2 separate regions of the Mus musculus genome follow, and region 2 is linked to region 1. The links are chromatin contacts, called in public Hi-C maps. All regions are on one chromosome and are shown on one strand. The core of a region is the stretch at or near the end of the contact, and the rest is flanking DNA. Distances in the headings are between cores, read along the strand shown. Region 1 overlaps Fry (FRY microtubule binding protein). Region 2 overlaps 1700028E10Rik (RIKEN cDNA 1700028E10 gene).

Region 1 (2,985 bases), core at 138-2,637:
GTTCACAGCGAGAAAGGCCCTGGGGGCCACCGAGCCCACCATGAGGCCAGTAAACCCATATCCTCAGTGTGCGGCTGTTAAAGATGCAGGAAGCTCATTAAAAAAATAGCAGGTTAATTTTAGAGGTTCTGAAATAGAAAGGTACTCTGGGTAAGACCATATTGACATTCAGTTTCTAGGCTTCATTCTCAGAGGAGATTTATTTTTAAAAATCTGATCTTCAGAAAATACAATCTGAGAAGTAAACTTGTTACAACACACACACACACACACACACACACACACACACACACACATGCGTAGTTGGCCTCCTATTAGAGGTTCATAGCTGCCTCCAATCCAGGGATCATAGGTTCTATTTACTCAGAACACCCTTTCCCCATTTCCATTGTTTTGAATACTTGCTGTTGGTGTAAAGCATACGGTGCTTCACCCTTTTAACACTCATACACTCATCCCTCTCGCCTTCTGGATACTGACCATGGTTTATGAAACTGAATGCTGAGCAAATGCTGGGCCGCATGGTTTATATCTCAAAGTCTCTAGAATTCCAGCAATTTTCTTACTCACCATATTTCAAGTCATAAGGAAGAAAAACATCTTCAGACCAAGAAACCAAGGCTGCTGCCACCTCAAGGAGGAGACAACCCATTCAGATTTACTGTTAGGCAATAGTCACTTCACTGTTTATAGACATATACATAGCATGTATTTATATTGACACATATTATTTCATATGTACATATATACATGGAATATTAATACGTGCATATACACACACATATGTATATAAACAAAATAATCTGATGGCCTATGCAGGGTGGGTTTTTCTCTTATTCCAGTTACAGAAGAGCAGGCCTCGCCAGGAAGCTGTGCAGGTCTGAGATTCCATCTCCTTTTGATCAGTAAAGTTCAACACCCATACCACTAACCCTCTTGCAGCTTAGCATTCACAGAGTTGCAGGAATAGCTGATAAATGCAAGGTGCACACAGTGCCATTTTTCAGTGAGAATATTAAAACCACTTCATATTCAAAAGCAGGAGACAAAAGGGCCAGGTTTGCTCTGTCTTCATAAGGAAGTAAGAAGAAACAGCCATGTGGGATTTCTCTCTCTCTCTCTCTCTCTCTCTCTCTCACACACACACACACACACACACACACACACACTACACATCATAAATACAAACCATACACACACACGAGAGAAAGACAGACAGACAGACAGAGTTCAAAGACTAGAACTTATCCAGAAATAGAATCATTTGATTGATTAATCTCTTAACCAGCAAACCATTTTATTGATGACCAAGCCCCACCTACATAAATACAATGTTCAAATGGAATTTTACTAAAGTGACATGCTAGTTAATCTAATACCCTATCCTTCCACCGGCTGCCAAAATACATATTTACCTGTCTGAAACTAAACTCTAAGAGGTCAGGCTAGTGCGTCTGATGCTTCGGCAAGAAGTCTCTCTCAGATGTGGATTTAATCATGTATTTCCATACTCTCACTGGCTCTTGTGGAGGTGGCTGAGAAATCCTGGGCTTTCAAAGCTGTGCTAAACTACTTCACACTCTGTCATTGATTAAGAACGACAGAAGCCTTCCGAGTTGTTTATCAAATTAAAGTTGATAAAAAGCACTCGTGAAGCTCTGGACGCCTTCCTGAAAAAGATCTCAGCTCCCTTAAATTGACACGTCAACAAACTCTCACGGCCTCTCGAAAAGCATTCGCCAAAATGGTATGGGTTTGGCTTAAACTTCCATCCTCGGCTCAGCAAATGACAGCACAGTAGAAAGGAATTAAGCCAAATCAGACTCATTACAGAGTTGTGCTGGTAGAATATAAACTTCCCCTGCTTAGCATCTGGAGTTATGGGTGACTAACATTGTAAATGCTTGTGCTAGTGCGCTCCGAGAAAGAGAGAGAGGGCGTGATTGTAAGATTATAGGTGAGTGGTGGGATATGAACGTTAACTTACAGAAATATGTAATTTACTTTGTCTCCCGGTGATGAGTGCACATGTGCACACTGCTCTTTAAGTCCCAAGACACACCGAAGAGACGCAGAGCCACTCAAAACGAAAAGGTAACTAACTGCCTTTGAATTTGTCCTGTGGGCAAACATTTTCTGAAGCATGGCAGCATGCTGTGTGTACCCCATGATCCCAGATCTGGGAGAAAGAACTGTGGGACCTGAGAGGACAAGACCAGCTTTGGGGATGGGGACGAGGGATGGGACACAGAAGCTTGGAACCAACTGGACTCAGGATGCCACCACCCACACAGAATAAGAAACATGGATGTGGAACTTGATGTTTTCAGGAATCAGAAAGCAGAGGCAGGAGAATTGCCACTAGTTCAAGGTCAACACTGTCTATGTAGTAAGTTGTAAGCCAGTCGGTGAGGTCTATATAGCAACACCCTGATGAAATGAAACAAAGGAAGAAAAATGAAAAGAAGGGGGTAGGAACCACAAATGCACAATAAAAAAGGAAGCCGACATGTCTCTTCCCATTGCTGTAGTGTAAAGAGTGCCTATCTGAAGGCTACTATACCTAGGAAAATCTAAGCAAGCGTTCCTTCATGGTCTAAGGCAAAAAAATTTAAAAATTAAAAGAAAAAACCAACGTGTACATTTCTTCTCCTTTAGCTATCCTGCTAGGAGAAGTATTTCAAAATGTTCTTACAAAGCCAGCCCCGTAAACACCAGGCTTCCTTCCAAATGTCCTCTGAAGAGAAGAATGTAAAAATATACAAAGCTAGGACCAACAGGCTATCAAACACATTCTCCAAAATAATGTTCCCCAAGGCCTGCATGCCACACTGTCTTTGGGTCATAGGGCGCCTCTCCCTGGGGTTCTAAAAGCCAAAGGGACTTCTGTATGAATATACCTAAATCCACGTGTACCGCATCCGTGATGTTCCAGAAATAATGCATGTCTGTACACAGTAGATGATTAATAAAGAGGAATTGAAT
Region 2 (2,985 bases), core at 130-2,629, 1.1 Mb before region 1:
GACCCATGTTTGCTTATTCCCAGAACTCTCTTGTAGTATCCTGGCACCCCAACTCCCCCATCAGCTCTTTGGAACACCAGGTTCAACCAGATGTTTTTCCTACCCAGCAGTGCTGCTGACTGGCTGTGTCCCAGGGCAGGTTATGTGGGGTCTCTGATCTTTGGTGTATGAACAGTGCTCCTCATATTCATTCACTATTCTGTAGGGTTGTTGAGAAGTTCCCTCAGGGTGCCTGGAACACTGGAAGTTCAGTTTTTTGTAGTCACCTTCTCAGCAGCTGATTACTCTATTAGCACACTGTCTCCGTGGTCTCTTCTTGTGCCACAGATATTGAACATTTCCCTCGAGATCTCTCTCCTCTTCCTTCTTCTTCCCTCAACTCTGCCCTCCACTCATAGATTTTTAAATTCAGATTTTTAAAAAAAAAGCTTTTACTTTATTCACAATCCTTAGTTTCTACCCTATAGACTGCTATCCATCTCTCCTGGTATAACCATCAAAAAAAAAAAAAAAAAAAGATAGCTTTAGTTTAGTGTCTCAGCACTCACTATAAATTTGATACTGCCTAAAATCACCTGAAAAACAGTTTCAGTTAAAGAATTGTCTTTATCAGGGTGGTCTGTGGGCATGCCAGTGAAGAGATTGTCTTGATTGTCTTGTGTAGAAGGGCACAGTCACTGGGCAGCACCATGCTCTGATCAGTGCATCTTACACTATATAAGAAAGCTAACAAAGCAGGAGCCAGAGAGAGAGAGAGACAGAGAGAGAGAGAGAGAGCGAGCAAACTGCATTCCTTCATGTTTTCTGATTAAGCCAAATTAACTCTTTCCTCCTCTAAGTTGCTGTTTTGCTTTTAGTCAGAGTGTATTTATCACAGCAAAGGAAGAGAAACGAGGCATTGCCAAATGAACCCATAATCCCAGTACTAAGGAGGCTCGAGTAAGAAGTTCGTACTGGTCAGCTAGTTTAGCTGACTCCATGAGCTCTGGGTTCAGTGAGAGACCTGAGGGGAAGCCATTAAGAAAGGCTTGGTCCTTGTGCCTTCACACACAGAGCATGTCACGCAAACCTGCACACACACAGGTACACTCATGTAAATGTGTGTTCCCTATCCACAAAGACTGCCTCAACAACTCTCACCAACTTATTAACATGATCATCCTTCTAGCTACCTTCTTGTGCATATTTTGTGCTAATTTGAAATTTAATGAAAAAATAAAAAAAAAAGAGAGAAGAAAGGCATAAAGTGGTAAGAGATAAAGCATTAGTTTCAAAGGGCCTGGGGGCGGGGTCAGAATGGGAGTTACAACTGACAGGTGAGAGCCAAATCTACCCTTATGTTGCAATAGTTGAACCTTGAGATTAATTCTTAGAGTCAATATTTATTTTCCTCTTTTATATTGGCATGACCAAAAAACATTAACAGTCTATTTCTGTTCCAGTGAGCTGTTTGGGATGTAGCAACGTTTTACTACCAAAATTACAAGATTGGACAAGTCGGTTTTCTAGAGTCCTGCTTTCTTCTGTCTACAAGTGAGAATGAGAATGGTCTTTCATGTCTTCTCCTGGAAAATTCAATGAAAGAAAGCGTGTATCTAAAATAGTTCTAAAAACACAGTAGGAATGCCATAGAAGAATTGTTTTACTTAATAAGCAGCAGTGTGGAAGGAGTGTGTACGTGTGTGTGTGTGTGTGGGGGGGGGGGGGTTCTTTCCCTACCTACCACAAACAAAACGAACCAAAAAATTTTGTAGTGTGTGTGTGTGTGTGTGTGTGTGTGTCAGGGGTATTTGTGAATTATATAAAACATGTTTTGGGTTTTTTTTTGTTTTTTTCCCTTATTGAAGCAAGTTTGAGGTCTGTCCCAGCCAAAAGACCCTGACTTCTAGCAGGCTGTTGAACACAACTGCATGGCTGGAGGGGACCAGCATAGGGATGGCCTGCCACCCCCTTTATTTCCTTTAGTGATTTGTAATTCATTAATACCTTCATTTGCATGGGCTACTTAGAGGCTATTTATATTCTAATTATAGGCTATTTGAATATTACATTTGAATTCTAATTACAGGGCTTAGGGAAAGCTCATTTATTTCTAAGGGGTAGATTGCAGTTGAAGGAAAAAGAAATGTGTGGGCTATTCAGGAGCTCTGGCACTAGAAGGACCCAGAGTGCAGCAGACCCTCTGGGTCCCTTTGTCTGCATGGAACGAGTCTCTGGGGCAGGTGGGCAAGGTGTTGGTGGGTGATCTGAATGTATTCTCACAAAGTAAACACCAGTGTTATATAGTACAGAAAATACAAGGGGTCCGGGAGTCACAGCAGGCAAAGTACATTGAAGTTGCCTGACACAAAACAAAGGAATGATTTCAAAAGGATTTACAGGAACCAGGTAAATGTTTACAGTAAAGAAGATAAAGCAGTCCTGCCTAGGGTCAGCTTAGTGACAGGTAAGGATTTCACACTCTAGTGCTCTACCTTTGATCCTTGTGAAGGCTAGCACGGGGGGGGGGGGGGGGGGGGGTGTGTTCTGCTCTTGGCAGGCCTCATGAATAATGCAATATCACAACCCCCCTATTTCCTAGGCCTTGCTAAATTCTTATATGAGTGTAACTTTTAAGTATCTAGAGAATCTCCATTTGTTAGGAGAATTCATCAATCTTGCTTCTAATATACAATGTAGCCTGTACTGAAGATTTCTATCTCAGTGGGATTCCCTGGCTCTTTCATGGTATTCTCTTGTTTGGGTGCGATTTGCCACAGTCCCTAGCAAATACTTTGCAGACCAGCTCCCAGCCACTGACTCCATCTTTTGTAATGCTTAATTAGTTACTGAATAGGTAACCTCTTTACTGCATTCCTACTGGATTCTACGCTCATAGGCTTCTGAGACCTTGGAACACTGAGGAGACTTAACTATATCAGAATTTAATCTTAAAAGGCATTTATAATAAAATATTAAAAGAGAGCTCGTAGTTCCATATACCAG

The links. A called contact is a pair of places that touch in the nucleus more often than the background predicts.
Region 2: a contact with region 1 is called in a Hi-C map of liver, with 5 times the contacts expected there. The contact joins two enhancer-like sites.

What each region holds. Positions count from the first base shown.
Region 1 is chr5:150,269,088-150,272,072 of GRCm38.p6, reverse strand. The region is part of intron 1 of Fry (FRY microtubule binding protein); the gene reads right to left. Among named protein-coding and RNA genes, the nearest start is that of Fry, 11 kb to the right of the region's middle. Within about 2 kb of position 1,387, at least 12 of the 459 cell types and tissues checked have an H3K27ac peak or open chromatin away from gene starts, as enhancers often do. A contact at or near this core is called in liver, where this site is marked.
Region 2 is chr5:151,408,560-151,411,544 of GRCm38.p6, reverse strand. All of the region lies in intron 3 of 1700028E10Rik (RIKEN cDNA 1700028E10 gene), which reads right to left. The region is part of intron 1 of Gm3704 (predicted gene 3704); the gene reads right to left. It also overlaps a transcript of Stard13 not described here. Among named protein-coding and RNA genes, the nearest start is that of Gm3704, 3.5 kb to the right of the region's middle. Within about 2 kb of position 1,379, at least 12 of the 459 cell types and tissues checked have an H3K27ac peak or open chromatin away from gene starts, as enhancers often do. A contact at or near this core is called in liver, where this site is marked.